2 separate regions of the Mus musculus genome follow, and region 2 is linked to region 1. Evidence: chromatin contacts called from public Hi-C data. All regions are on one chromosome and are shown on one strand. The core of a region is the stretch at or near the end of the contact, and the rest is flanking DNA. Distances in the headings are between cores, read along the strand shown.

The links. A called contact is a pair of places that touch in the nucleus more often than the background predicts.
Region 2: a contact with region 1 is called in a Hi-C map of bone marrow-derived macrophages, with 48 read pairs. The contact joins two enhancer-like sites. A contact is called at or near these places in 1 of 39 promoter capture datasets (the HPC-7 cell line), 3 of 484 Hi-C or Micro-C datasets (the C2C12 cell line, bone marrow-derived macrophages and muscle stem cells) and 2 of 115 datasets of contacts at active chromatin or transcription factors (bone marrow-derived macrophages and microglia).

Annotation. Positions count from the first base shown.
Region 1 is chr6:146,117,419-146,125,353 of GRCm38.p6, reverse strand. The region is part of intron 55 of Itpr2 (inositol 1,4,5-triphosphate receptor 2); the gene reads left to right. Among named protein-coding and RNA genes, the nearest start is that of Gm35768, 23 kb to the left of the region's middle. Within about 2 kb of position 4,928, at least 59 of the 459 cell types and tissues checked have an H3K27ac peak or open chromatin away from gene starts, as enhancers often do. A contact at or near this core is called in bone marrow-derived macrophages and microglia, where this site is marked.
Region 2 is chr6:146,205,574-146,213,508 of GRCm38.p6, reverse strand. The region is part of intron 45 of Itpr2 (inositol 1,4,5-triphosphate receptor 2); the gene reads left to right. It overlaps Gm35707 (a long non-coding RNA gene), which reads right to left. Exons shown (of 3, transcript XR_378176.3): 3 at 7,758-7,935. Among named protein-coding and RNA genes, the nearest start is that of Gm35596, 10 kb to the left of the region's middle. Within about 2 kb of position 4,303, at least 38 of the 459 cell types and tissues checked have an H3K27ac peak or open chromatin away from gene starts, as enhancers often do. A contact at or near this core is called in bone marrow-derived macrophages and microglia, where this site is marked.

The DNA of each region.
Region 1 (7,935 bases), core at 3,679-6,178:
TGTGACTGGAATCCTCTCAGAGCTCAGACCCATTTGACTTGGTGATTGCAAGTAGCTCTTTGAGAACTCTCTGGGTGTCATGACCAGTGAAGGAGGAAGCCCAGGGGATCCCCCAGTATGTGTGCCCCTGGACAAATCCTCGGCACTCTTCTAAAGCAATCCTCCCAATGTGTGAATAGGTCAGGCCTGCTGACTGTTCAGAAAACCCTCTTTCCTTCCGAAGCTTAATCAGAAAACCCTTATGAAGAATGGGGATATAAATAGAATCCTTGAACCCCATAGTGGGTTTCTCAAGAGTAGATTTTGAAAGTGTGGCAATGAGGAATTTGTTTTCAAAACTTTTTATTTTTTTAAAACAAAACAAAACTATCTAGGGGACACAGAAGAAATGACTGGTCTCATCCTGAATTAGCTAGCAGAGGGTGGAGCCTGGTAGATAGGGAGCCCTCTGAAAGTCCCAAGTTGCAAGTGGCACAGGGAAATTGCAAAGGACATGTCAGCGTGACTCCTTGTTCATGTCTCTGAAAATGTGTTAATTTGGGGAATGTCATAACCCCATGAGGTGGTGACAGAGCATACCTCCCACTCTCTGGGTACTTTGCCATAACCATATGGTGACACATGACACACCTAGACTGCCTGTGCCAACTCTGCCCACTCCTCCTCCCACCCCCCAGAAGCAGAGTGTGAACACAAGCTTTCTTCCCCCACTCTCCCCACACCATCTTCTTCCAGCGTGTTCTTAAATCCATAGGAAGCATGCAGGCTGGGTGTTACTTACCTACTGTCAGAACGATCAAATACTTCTTGAGGGGTAAAAGTGGGAGTCACAGACTGCATCTCCAGCCATTGCCAGCTTTCTTAGCTCTGCAATCAGAGTCCTCTATCCAGGGGCTGTGGTTTTTACCTTGGTTACTGTTCATGTGGGGCAGGTAGTGACTGGAATGGGAGAAAGGCAAGGGCTGAGCAGGCTGGTTATCTGCCTCCCCTGTCTTTCTTCAGAAAGAAATGAGAAAGATAAAGATACACACAATCTGTCTGCCTTGCCGTGTGTGTGTGTGTGTGTGTGTGTGTGTGTGTGTGCTTGCACACGCCTGTGTGAGCACCTGCTGTGCTTTAGTTTTAGAGGAGTACCAGCATCATCAATGTGTATAATACTGAAAATTGAGTCCTGACAAGGACATGGCAAACACACATAGATAACTGGTTTACTCCTCAAAGCTCTGGCAGGCTGATGGATGGATTCCAATTGATCTTAACTTGTCAGGCAGAGTAGGTGAGGATGCAAGAGACCTCAGAAAGCCCACAACCCAATAGCATCTTGTCCCTGTTCAGGATTCAAGAAGAGAACATGTAAAATAAGAAGCACCTGTCCAGGGAGCATTGCACAAGGGAGACCTTGTGGGATCATGTCTGAGCTACAGTAGCTACAGCTGTGTGTGTCCCATCCTCTGTGGCTGTCTGCAACATGGCCATTTATTAGCTCCTATCTCTGGGTCTCAGACCGGCAAACACAAGCCAAGGAAGTGTCCAGGTAACTCGGTGACCAGAATCACCTGCCTTCATATCTTTACCCTCCCTCCCACAAATGTTCTTTCCTTCATGCCCGTACAGGAGCTGGCACAGACAGAGTTGGTGAACTAGTGACTACTCAAATGCCAGCTGGCCAGTTTCTACCCCAGCTTGTGAATCGTGGTTCGCTATGGGTACAGCCACCCCTAGGAAACACAAACCCCACAAGTCATGGGAGAGGACCCCCAGTAAGACATCCAACTTGAGCTATTCTTTAAGGCTACCTACATTCCAAATGACTGACTGTAAATTTTGGGGCTGCCTCCATTTGGTCAAGTTTAGTAATTTGCTATAACTACTCAAAGAACGTAAAACCTACTATTCTGACTATTGACTGGATCCAAATAAGGAGGGCAGCCATGTAGAAGTACACATGGGTACAGTCTGAGGAAGCACAGAGCATCCAACCCTCTCTGCATATTGCCTTTCATCACCCAGCACAGTTTTACCAGAGTGTTTGTGCTTAGAACTGATTGGATCACTGGCCACAGGATTGAACTTGGTCATTAGCCCAGAGGTTGGGTTGTCTGGAAATCCTGCCTCTGGGATCATGTGTGCCTTGTCATCCAAGAACCCACCTTGAGTCAGCTCATTAGGACAAAACCAGATGTAATCCTGGGGCTCCTGAGAGCAAACTCACCTCTGTCACCCGGGAAATTGTAAAGATTTGTGGCTATCATCATAGGAATCAAAAAAAAAAAAAAAGACCCATCAAATTGTTTATTGAAGGATGGTACATAGCTTCAGAGGGTAGACCGGGAAGGGGAGCTGGGATGGGAGGGAAACATGGATCGACTAAAGGAAAATGATGGAGACATGTTTAGAAAGTGACCATGCCCCTGTGGCAACTGTGAAGTCTTACTGAAGAGGCAATAGGTTAGACTTCAATTGGAAGCAGATAAAGAGTTGGTCAACATGTTAAACCTCCCAGGCAGGCTCCATGTTCCTACTAAAACTGAGTACCTGTGTCAAACAGCCAATAAAAACAAAGCATTATAAGACTGCATCTGACTAGCTCCAATCTATGTCAGAAGCAAGCTTTATATGTAGAAAATGCTTTGGCTTTGTTTTGACTTTCAGAGTATCCTATTGAGTAGGTAATCAATTAATCATAAAATCAATCAGTGAGATTCTTAAAGAAAACCATAGAGGTGTGTCAAGTACATGAAACTCAAGTGGTCTTAGCTTAAACATGGGAAGCTTATTCACCAAACCACACCCAAATCAGATCTGCCAAGCCTATGGGCTAATGAGTGGCAGCCTCCCTGTTGCACACGCATGAAACTGCGCTGTGGAGAAAGGCTGCAATTCCTGCCCTCCAATGCCTGATCTCTCTGTGACTAGGCATATTAAAGTTATGCTCAGCTTGAGGTCATTATTCCAAGACAGCCTCCTGCTTCCAGAAAGGTACACACATCTCCATTCTCTCTCACTTGTGCTCAGCCAAGTCCACTGTGTGGCTTCATCCTTTGAAGTTTCACCCTTTATGCTCCTAGGAGTCGCCTCACTTCTCATGACAGCTGCCAGTTGTCACCTGAGGGTGCTGGGTTTACTGCTCAAACCATGTGGTATAGGACTCATGCGTCCGTCGGTCACTTCACTCATGAGTCCGTCGGTCATGTCACTCATGGCGACTCTGGTACTTTTCTCTTTGTACCAGGAGGCTTTGCAGTTGAATTTTATGGTGGAAAATCTAGTAAGAAGCAGAGATCAGTTTGGGATGGCCAGCATGAAAATGGTATTATGAGAGCCCCGCAGCACACAGCCTTAGCAAATGGAGGCTGGGCAAGGGGTATCAGATGGTTAGTTGGTACTCAGCTGCAGAACCGAGTGCATTCTATTCTCTGTGTTGCCTCTCAGTAGTGATATTTGAAAGCCCTCTGCCAAACTCCACCATACTTCCGGCATTTTCCTTCCTCACCTATATGTGGATCTCTGACACAATACTGACAGGACATGTGCTTCTGATCTTCAGTAAACGAACCTTTAGCATACCCTGCAAAAGTAACCCGAGGGATTCCAGTTGCAATCATCCCTGTATTGTTTGATTTTCCCACTGAGTTTAGAAGCTGGGCTTTCTGGAGCGGAGGCCTGAAGCACCCAGAAGCTGAGCCACCTCTAGCCACCTTCTGTTTCTGTTTAGTCTCACCAAGTTTCTGGGCTGAGCTCACTCTGTAGCTGGGCCAGGCCTTGAACCTGCAATCCTTGTACCTCAGCTTCTGTAGCAGCCAAGTGCCAGTGTCTCCGTCAGACATGGAGAGCAGTTCAGGAAAGGCAGAGGGACTCCAAAGAACCAAAGCCTGACTCAGCCACTCACCGTTCTGTGGCCTTGGGCAAGTAAGTAAACTTGCTTCATGTTGTAGGCCATGGAGTAAGATCATAGCAACCCTTGTTCTGTGGAATTGTGGGTATCGGCCACAACAGGACCAAATGCCAGGCACTCGGAAGGCAAGGCGGGATCTGTTGCCGTGTTACAGAAGGTCAGAATTTCATTTCCCTCCAGCTTACATATATACAGGTGATTTTCATAAATGCTAATACCTTTTTAAAAAGACAAATCCTCAATGTTTGGTTGGACCAAACCAGTCTTATTACTTCTTAATCTCATTCTGACATAGCAAAAACTTACTCACACACATGCTAGCTTGGGCTCTGTGACTCAGGGCTGCTTCCAGCCTTAACTCTGTGTGTTTAAACTTTGATAGGCTCAAGTCTATTTGCAGCAACTTGAATTTTAAAGCTTTACCTTGCATTCACAGCTCACGAAGCACAGGGCAGGAAAAGGTATGGACACACCTAGAGGGGCATTCTTGTTTCACCGAGAAGCAAACTGAGCCTTAGACAGTGGGACACCCATCCGCCCCATACAGGAAATGCTTTCAGTTATGACGAAGTCAAAGCCCAGGTTGTTCTATCTCCCCAATTGGTGCCCTTCCATTGCACAGTACTATCTCTGCTCCAGGAATGAAGTATCACTTGAAAACACTAAATGTGAACACCACACAGGGTCTCTAAGTGACAGACTCTGACTGAACAGCTGTAGACATCAATGGGTCACGCTGACCTACTATTAAAAGGACTCTGAAAGATTCTTGTGACTTCTGTCCATTGCTCTGGCAGTCTCCTAGACAAGCACACTATTATACAAAATTATCCCCAGGAAGAGGATTATGGGTCCTAAGTGAACGTGTCAGGAACGACAAATTCATCTAAGAGTCTTGCATTTTAGAAGCCTCTAGAAGACCTGCACTTCACTGAGTTATTAGGAAGGATCAACCCTGCAGCCTAGAAGTCTGGCAGCTAATCTTCTTCCCTGGCTTGAGGCTACCCTGTGGTCACATGTATTCAGTTCTGGTGAAATGAGGAAATGATATCATATTGACTAACCAGCACCGGCCTGGGAATCCGATAACCATGTGCATGACCACAAGATATGCCACGTAAAGTGAAATCAGACCACTGTGTTAACCAGGAGCAAAGCACAGGCCAGCGGCGTGAGGAAGCTGTGCAGGGGAACCCTGCTGGACGCATCAGGCCTGCACTTCTGTCTTAGGGTAAGGTAGCCACTTCACCTTCCCCTCCCTCAAAGGAAAGGACACTCCCTTACTGAAAAATGCACACACACTGTTTTGTCACAGACTGCTTTCAACAGAAAATGGAACACAAGAACCTAAAAGCATATACAATACTTATGTTTAAGGTTGTTTCTGTGAAAAGAAAACTTTTCTGTACTGATTTTTAAACGCCTTTTTAAATTTTATTTTTCTCTTAAAAATTTATTGGTTCTTTGCAAATTTTTATGGATATCCCAATATATGGAGTCCTTTGCCCAAGACCAGTATATGTGGAGCATATGATAGGTCTATTATCAGCCTTTTGAGGAACCTCTACACATATTTTCTTAGTGGCTGTACCAGTTCACCCCCCTCCAGTTCACACACCTCCAGCAAAGAATGAGTGTCCCCAGACCCAGTGTCCATGCTGCCATTTGTCACCATTTGTTTCTTGACCGTAACCATTCTGACTGGGCTTAGATGAAACCTCTGAGCAGTTTTAATTTGCATTTCCTTGATGGCTATGTATGTTGAACATATATTTTCCCCCCTGGACTCTGTTTAGTTTTGTCCCGTTTAGGTTTTCTTGAATGTTTAATTTTGAGCTACTTATATATTCTAGATAGTACCACTCCTTCAAAGATATAACTCATGAATAAAAAATGTCCAGTCTGCTTACTGCCTCTTCAGTTGAGCGATAGTACCCTTTGCTGTTCAGAAACTTTTGGTTTTTGAGGTCCCATTTATTAATTATTGGTATTAAATAAAGCCTTTTTCTATCAAGATGCTACTCAAAACGTCTGTTCTTATATCAGTGAGTCAAGCCTAGGTCCCCTTGCTCCTGTCAGAGTTAGAGTATCTGGTCTTGTATTAACATCCTTCATGGATTTGGAGTAGAGTTTTATACAAGATGAAAGACACAGTTCAGATTTGATCCCTCCTCTGTGGTCATCCAGTTTGACAAGCAACACTTGTTCAAGATGCTGTCTTCTCTCCAACAGGTATTTGTTGACTTCTTTGTCAAAAGTTGAGTGGATGTAGGATGTAGGAGTGTGGGTTTATATGTGAGTCCTCAGTTTTGTTCCTTTGACTGACAAGTCTGTCTTTGTGCCAGTACCACCTGCTTTGGTAAGGACAGTCATGCTCACAATGTTCATTGTAACAATGTATATACATGGGAGGTTTTGCCACTTTCTGGTTTCTTGTTCAATTTATTTTTTTCATTCTTTTAAAAGATTTTTTGTTGTTGTTGTACAAATCTTTCCTGTCTTCGTTATACTTATTCTAGATATTTTACTTTTCTTGAGGCTATTATGAAAGGTATTCATTTATTTCTTTCCCCGTATGTTTGTTGTTTGTATGAAGGCCAATCCTTTGTTTTTTTGTTTTTTTTTGTTTTTTTTTTAACTGATTTGTTAATTTGCTGAAATATTTATCAGGTGTAGTAGTCATCTGGTGGAACCTTTGGAAAGTTTTACATAATAGAATTGTATCATCTCCAAATAAGGATACTTTGACTTCTTCCTTTCTTATTTGTATCCACTTTACCTTCACCTGTCTTACTACTCTAGCTAAGATGTCAGGACTTGCCTACTTAAATGGGAGTAGGCAAAGGGATTACCATTGTGTCCCTGGTTCTAGTGGAACTACTTGCAGTTTTTCCCTGTTTAGGAAGATGTTGTCTGAGGAATCCTGTATGCTACCTTTATTATATTGAGCTTATACCCTCTATCCCTCATTTCTCCAGCACTTTTATTGTGAATGGATGTTGGATTTTTGTCAAAGACCTTTTCTACAGCTAGAGAGATGACCGTATGGTAGTTTAAGTTTCTTGAACCATCCCTGCATCTCTGGGATGAAACTGACTTGATCATGGTGGACAGTCTTTCTAATATGTTCTCAAATTAGTTTTGAAAGTATTTTATTGCGAATTTTCATGTCTTTGACAGTCTAGTAGACTTCTATAGTGACTCCATCTGGCCTGGGCTTTTTAGTTGGGAGATTTTCAATTACTGACATCTCATTGCATGTGACAGGTCTACTTAAATCATTTAATTCATATTTGTTTGATTTTGGTAGCTCATATATATCTAGAAGTTCATCCATTTCTTTTACATTTTCCAGTTTGGTGGAATCAATTTTTAAAGTATATTTGAATAAGCCTCTGAAGTTTTTCAGTGTATGTTATGGTGCCTCCCTTTTCTTCTCTAAACAAATTGGATCCTCTAATTCTTTTGGTTACTTTGACTAAAGGGTTATCAATCTCTTCAAATAGCTGTTTCATTGAATCTTTGTATTTACTTTCATTCTGTCATTAATTTCAACTGTGGTTTGAGTGTCTCTTCCGATCTATTCTTTCTTGTGGTTTACTTACTCTCATGTTTCCAAGGCTTTTGGGTGCACCACTTTGTTTTTAATTGTGATCTCTAACTTTTTTATATAAGTACATCATGCTGTAAACTTTCCTCCTGTGGTGGCTTTCATCGTGTCCTAGAGGTTTTGCTATGCTGGGTCCTCATTTTTATTCAGTTCTAAGAATTTTTAAATTTCCTTCTTGATTTCTTTACCAAATTTTTATTCAAAAAGTATGTTGTTCAGCTTTCATAAGTTTCTGTCTTTTCTATTGTTGTTGATATCCATAGCGATCAGATAAAATTCAGGATGTAATTTCAATTTTCCTATATTTGCTGAGACTTGCATTGTAATCTATTTGTAAAAATCCCTTGGGCTACAGAGAAGAATGTGTGTACTTTGGTTTTTAGATAGGATGCTCTGAAGATGTCTGCTAGGATTATTTGATGTGATTGAA
Region 2 (7,935 bases), core at 3,054-5,553, 89 kb before region 1:
AAATAAACCCTTCCTTCTGTAAGTTAATATTGGCTGTTGTATTTTATCACAGCAATAGAGAACTAACGAATATGCAGGGAGGCAGAGGCGGGAGAGCTCGCTGGCTGGCTTATTTTGCAGAAGCAATTAGACCTGGTGTAGACCTCTGGCCTCTACACACACATGCACACATACATATACACATGCTCCCCAAATACACTAAAAATGATTATGGTTAATCTCCAGAATTGTTTACATAGTGAGCACACGTGTGTAAGATACGATTGTTCCATAGGTGAACTTTGATAATGGGGGAAATTTCCACTGAATGAACTTAATAAAACAGTTTAAAAATTATCTTAAAATTATAAGAGTTGGATGTAGTGGTAACACATTAATACCAACTTGAGGGGGTGAAGGTCAGAGAACAGAGGTTCAAGGTCAGCTTCAGCTGCATGAGACCCATCACGTAAAAACTGTATGGTTGTCATATGAAGTTGCAAAACCTAAACTGGCTTTGATTGTCTGAGTATACAATATTCCCCGGCTTGCTCACAGTGGTGAGGGTAAAGTCATCAGCCGTTCCCCCCACCTCAGCACACACACACCCCACAAACCACACACACCACACAGATACAGCATACACAAACCACACACAAACACGCACAGACACACACCACACACATACCACACATATTACATACACACCACACACACAAGGCACCACACATGTACATAACACACACACACACATGCAACACACGCACATACCACACAGACATAACACAAACCACACATACTATACATACACACTACATACACATACATACGCACACCCCACATGCACATACCACACTCACATGCACCATGCACACACAACACACACCACATGCACCACACACACCACATGCATGCACACTCACAAGCACACACACACATACCACACATATATACTACACACACACACACACACACACACACACACATGCACACCACACGCACACACCACATGCACCACACACACCACATGCATGCACACTCACAAGCACACATACACATACCACACACACACTACACACACCCCACATATACCACACACACACCACACGCACTCACACTCACAAGCATGCACACATATGCTCTGTAGTGAACTTACACTCTGTAGGGATGGTTCCCTTGCTTGATGTCACATTGTTTGTTGTGCTTTGCCTGTGTTCTTCATTACCCTCTTAAAGTCAAGGTTGCAGGTGTGGGTTGCTGTGCCTATCTCAGGTTTGGGGTCTTAGATATTTTTTAAATTTAGGAGTACTCTGTCTGCATGTACACCTACATGCCAGAAGAAGCCATTAGATCCCTTTCTAGGTGGTCGTCCACCATGTAGTTGCTGGGAATTGAACTTAGGATCCCTGGAAGAGTAGCCAGTGTTCTTAACTGCTGAGCCATGTCATCTCCCTTCTTTAATCTGAGGTCTTATTCTTGAATGTCACTAGGTGCCTAGTACTTACTGTGTTTGTGATAAAGCTGTTTGGAAAGTAGTTCTTTTCTGGTGTAATGGCCGAGAGAATTGTGGGTATGTGAGCCTCATAGATTGCTCAGGCCCGTCTCTTGTGTCTGTTGATCAGTGTGTGTTTTAGAATTACTCAACGAGGCACAGAACAGTACCAGGAAACTGCAATAAAATAATACTGGATCTGGATGGTAAACTGTTAAATTAAGGAGAGCAACCCTTCACACCAAAACCAAAACAAAACGCAACACAACAAAGCAAAACAAAACACAACAACAACAATAACAAAAAAACCAAAACCCTGTTAAATTATACAGTAGGGGGAAATTTTTGAAAAGCCCCTGGATAATATTTCTGTTATCAATGAAAGAGGCTCCATTGTAGGGATATAAACTCGATTATTTTAGGGGATGTCATCTGGCCATCTGTCTGTAACGTATACAGGCATACCCATCCATGTTTAAGTATTTGACAGCTGCATGAGGCTTGGAAACCATTCGCTAGTTGGTGCCACTATATGGGGACTTCCCCAGTGCCAGCTAGTAAATATTTTAGGGTTGTGAGGCCATCCTGTCTGCTGCACACACTGTCTTCTGCAGTTCTAGTGTTGAAACAGCCATGGTCCACGTGTAAACAAGCCAGTCTGACTGCGTTACCCAATAAAACTGCTTTTTATGAAACAGGCACCAGAACAGATATCACCCATGAGGGCTGTGTTGCCAACCCCTGCGGTAAATGGCACTTATAATCTTCATAGTTTCCCATGCCCCATATTTGAAATAACCTCCTGATGACTGTCTGGGTCTGCAAGATGGCTCAGCAAGAAAAACTCTTGTCCCCAAACCTGGCAACCTGAGCTCTGTTCCCGGAACCCACATGATGTAAGGAAAGACAACTCCCACAGGTTGTCCTCTGACCACCATGCTCTGTGACACATGTCCCATCCCCCACAGGTAAAGAATTAGGTATTAAAAATTGAGAAAAAAAATTAGTCATTTATTTTTGTAGTTGTTTTTAGTCTTTATTTTTGAGTCAGAATCTCATGTAGCCTGAGCTTGCAGGAACTTGCTATGTAGCCGAGGATGGATTTGATCCTCTGACCTTTTACCTTCACCTCTAGTGTATTGGGATTCTAGCTGTGACCAACTATATACAGTCAAAATTTTAAAAGTGAAAGTGTGTGTGTGTGTGTGTGTGTGTGTGTGTGCTGATTGTGAGCACAGGAGTGTGGAGGTTCATGGAGGCCCTTATGAGCTCCCTGGAGCTAAAGTTACAGCCAGTTGTGAGTCACACCACATGGGTACTAGAAACAGAGGCCAGGCCCTCTGTCAGATCTCTGTGCTCATAACTGCTGAGCCACCTCTCCGACTCACATTTGTACTTTTTAATTTCACCTTGTTTTCTTTTTTGGCGGTGGTGCTGGGGACTGAACTCAAATGGCCAGGCCCTCGAGGCAAGGGCTCTACCGCCAGGCTGCTCTCCACTCCAGCCTTTCTCTCTCTGGGTGGTCCTAACCCACACAAAGAGCGGCATACACTTTATGTTTCTAAATAGACATGAAAGGAAGATGTTAGAGGTTAGGTTTCTATTGCTGTTATAAAACATGACCATAAGCAACTTGTGGAGGAAAGGGTTCCTCTTGCTTACACTTCAACACCCCAGTCTTATCACTGAGGGAAGTCAGGGTGGGAACTCAAAGCAGGAACTCGGAGGCAGGAGCTAAAACAGAGATCATGGAGAAGTGCTGCTTATTGGCTTGTTTCACCTGGCTTGCTCAGCTTGCTTTTATATGTATCCCAGGACCACCTGCCTGGGGGTGCCACCACCCATAGTAGACTGTCCCCATCTCCCCACCAATCAGTAATTGAGAAATAAACCACAGACCCATCTAGTGGGGGCATTTCCTTAATTGAGGGTTCTAGCTTCCAAAATGACTTGATCTGGTATCAACTTGACATAAAACCACACAGGACTTAGGATTCCATGGTTGTAAGACTTGCCTATACCATGGACCGTGGGACCACTAACTATATAGCAGGGCAGGCAGGTGTATGTTACCCGGTGGGTCTGGAAGATGATCACGTCCTCCGTGAACCAAGACCGTGACTGAACCAAGCAGAAACGAAGCAGGAGGGAAGATCTAGGGGTGAAGGCACAGGACAAAGGGGTGTCTAGCACGGGCCACAGATGTTTCTTGCTTGTGCCTGATATGGACTTGAGAAACATTTGGAAGCAAACGGGATTCTCAGATGGAGTTAGCTCAAGTTCCCTGATTCTGTCTGCTGAGACTCGGGTTGGGTGCATCTCCATGTCACCCTTGACCATTCACCCAGGGTCTCTTTACTCAAGCTGTCTCAAACCACAGTTTTTAAAAACATGTCTCTGACCTTCTGCCCATCTCAGCTTCCTTCTCTTGGTGTCTGATAGGCCAATCACCTGACCATACACAACTTTCCACTCTTTTCCTTCCTCCCTTCTGTGTGGTTCCCCCTCTTTGCTGTCACCCCAACCTGACAGCTGCTTACTTTCTCTCTGTCCGCACCTTCCTCTTCTCAGAAGTTAAAGAAATTGGCCTCCACCTATCAAGCAGATATTTATCTCCTAAAAAACAAACAAGTAAGCAAAAGTCTCACAATGAAAGAGATGAAGGAAAGAAGCCCGTGTCTGTCTCCTTCTGTCTGCATACTCCTTAGCATGATAAAGTACTATAAGACTCTGCAGCTTTGGACAATGGTTGGACACCAGGCAGTGGGGTGGGCGGCATCTGACCCAGAGCACGTGCCAGTCTTACTAAGGGTTTTAGTCTTCTGCTTGGCCCTTCCCAGCTTCTCCTCCGGGACCTGACATTTTCATTTCCTGTCGGCAGTAAACCCTGTGTGCTGAGGAGGAAGGGAAACTGTGACTTGTTCTGAAGTCCCCCCTCCCTGTCCTCCACACCCCAGACTCTTTCCGTTGCTAGCTACTTTACCAACTGGAATGTGCTAGGGAAAGTGAGGATGAGGCTTGGCCAGCTCCTAGGGAAAGAGTTGGCTATGGGTAGATGACGTTTTCTGAGCTGGAGGTAGGAAAGCAGGGGAGTGGAATAGAGCAATGAGCTTGGCCCTAGCCCATGGGTGCTTGGGAATCAATGTGACATTAAGATAAAGCAATGTAAGGGTCCAGCTGCGAGCTTCATTCCTGGGAAGAGAAGCTAGGCTTGAACATCAAGGTATACAGATGTATGTATAGATGGTGTTTGAAGTTGTGCTATAGATGAGATTTCCGAGGAAGCAACTGGAACAAAGGGAGTAAGCCAAGAGAAAAACCTAGAGAGATTTCAAATATTAAAGAGGGTTAAGGGGACAAGAGAAAAGAATCCCTCAGGAATGGCTGGAAATGAGAGAACTGGATAAAGACAGGGTAGTGAGACTCAGCAAGAAGGCCAGACAATCGGCCTCAAGTACTCCGAGAGGAGGTGCACCTCTATGTAGCTATCCCGTGATGAGCAATCTGTTTTTCTGGCTGGCATCCAAACTGGACCCTAATGAGCAGAGGAGCTGAGAGGTCACACCGGTGACAAAGGACACCAGAGACTCAGGGAAGCAGCCATCCGAAGCAGTTTAACCTGTCGAACCCCACTTTAAGCAGAGTGAAAGAAGAATCTCAGATCTAAGTCGTCATTACCAATCAAGTCCTTGTCCCCTACCTCTACCCCCTGCCCCTCACCCCTGCCATGTCTGGGGGTCAAGGTGACTGGTGCTCATCATTCTGAGCATCTCCCAGCCGCTCTTCAGAAAGTGTGTGTGTGTGTGTGTGTGTGTGTGTGTGTGTGTGTGTGTGTGTGTGTGTTTGTGTGTTATCCTGTTTAAAATATCCACATGCCAGGGTTCTTTGAACTCTTCTTACTGGTGTTCTCTTAGGCCAGTGGCATTGCTTCCCAGGGTCCTGTGTGCAAGAGCAGATCTCTGTCCTTGCCAAGGGCTTGTCTCAGTGAGTCCTCACTCTGTGTGACCCTCCGTGGCTCTCATCTGTGAGGCACGCTTTGGACCCTGGTGACAGTGTTAATTAAATGTCTATGGACTTGGGAGTCACAGCGAGGCCCTTTGCGCAAATGTTTGAGACAAAGCTGGAGGGATAGAAACATGACCATCCAGGAACTCATTAGAGAATGGAAGGGCTCAGACTCACCCAGGGGTTCACATGCTAAGTGGGCGAGGCAAGAGAACCTGCAAATGACCTCCAGAAGGAGTAAAGAAATCTGTCTGCTCAGCTTTCACAGTGCGCAGTTTCTGTGGGTAAGCTTTGGTGGTTGGTTCCTCTCTATCAACCAGTTTTACTGAGTCTGTTTCAGATTCCAGGTCTTAGCTTGTTTTCAGCCAGCGTTGGTCACTCCCACACCTTTAACACCTAATTTAGACACGAGTGTCTCCAAGCTTCAGGATGTGAGTGGGGCCAGGCAGCCAGGCCCTTCCTGGCTTCTCCTCGGGGACCTGACATTTCCCGTTCCTGTAGGTGGTAGACCAGAAGTACTGAGGAGGAAGGAAACCTTGTCTCGTCTCCTCTGCCTGCCCCTAGGTTAATCTGGCTCCCCTTCCTCATTGAATGGTTTGTCCTATAAGCAGTCATCCAGGGAGAAATCCATGTTCTCTTGGATCCACCCACTTCCCTGACTAGACTGTTGGAAGGCCAACCCTCCCATGAGCTCTGCACTCCTCTGGCAGCCTCTGGGCTCCATTTCCACTTTAACCCTTTTCAGTCACTCTTCTTAAAAAAGTCAAAGTGACAGTTTGCTGGAGATGCTTGTCTTGTCACTCAGCCTGAAGCTTTTGGCTGGCGAGGTCTGGCTGACAAACGCTCCAGCTTTCGATGTTCATTATGGTTGCGCTCATGGTACCCGTACATTTTGTTTACTTGGGTTTATTTATTTGGGTTCCTGTCTAACAAGTCCTTAGCATCTGCCCTAAGTCTCCTCTGGCCAGCTAGGGATCCTCTGTGACTTGTAATGCCAGGATGCGCTCAGTAACTTCACTGGCAGAGAAGAGAGTTGGCATGCAAAGGAGCTAGAACATTTGGCTCTGTGTCTTCTCAGAGCTTGTGATGCTAACTGAACTCTTGAGACCCCTGTCCCGTCCCTCCCGCCCCCATCCTTCAAAACTGCTTGGTCAGCTTCTTCAACCTTTCCTCTAATTCAATCATAGGGGTTCCCAAATTCACTCCAATGGTTATGGGTGCGTGTAAGTATCTGCATCTGTCTCAGTCAGCTGCTGGTAGGGCCTCTCAGAGGACAGCCATGCTAGGCTCCTGTCTGTAAGCACATCATAGCATCAATAATAGTGTCAGGCCTTGGTGCCCCCTCCCCCCACCATGAGATGGATCCTAAGCTGGGCAAGTCCCTGGACAGCCTTTCCTTCAGTCTCTTCTCCATTTTTGTCCCTGAAGGTCTTTTAGTCCGGAACAATTCTGGGCCAGAAATTTTGACTGTGGGTTGGTAACCCTGTTCCCTTCACTTGGAGCTCTGTCTATCTCTGGAGATGAACTCTGCCAGTTCCCTCTCCTCACTGTTGGACATTTTAGTTAAGTTCACGCCTATTGAGTCCTGCAAGTCTCTCACCTCCCAGGTTCCTGGGACTTTCTAGAGGGCGCCTCACCTCCCACCCCCAGGAGCTGCCTATTTCCATTCATTCTCCTGGTCCTGTGGGTTTCACTCCTGTTCATCCACCCTATAACTGATCCTGTCCCTCTTTTCTCCTCTCCCTCCCCTCTCCTACCCAGATTTCTCCATCCCTCTGCCTCCCATGATTATTTTGTTTCCCCTTCTAATTAGGATTGAAGCATCCTCACTCGTGTCTTCTTTCTTGTTTAACTTTCGGTCTGTGGATTGTATCCTGGGTATTCTGTACTTTTTGGCTAATATTCACTTATCAGTAAGTACATACCATGCATATCCTTTCGAGTCTAGTTTACCTCACTCAGGAGGATATTTTCTAGTTCCATCTATTTGCCTAAAAAATTCATGATGTCCTTATTTTTAATAGCTGAATACTGTTCCATTGTATAAATGAACCACATTTTCTGTATCCATTCTTTGGTTGAAGGACATCTGGGTTGTTTCCAGCTTCTGGCTATTACAAATAAGGCTGCTATGAACATAGTGGAACACATGTCCTTGTGATATGCTGGAGCATCTTTTGGGTAATATGCCCAGGAGTGGTATAGCTGGGTCTTCAGGTAGAGCTATTTCTAATTTTTCTGAGGAACCATCAGATTGATTTCCAGAGTAGTTGTACCAGTTTGCAATTCCACCAGTAATGGAGGAGTGTTCCTCTTTCTTCACATCCTTGAGCTGAGATTCACCTTGCCTGTTTGCTCCTTTGCTGGGTGGATGGGTGGAGGTTCATCTGAGCAGTAATCCCTTCCTTTACAAATCACTCCATGGAACACAAGATGACCTTTCTAGTCCCTGTTACTCA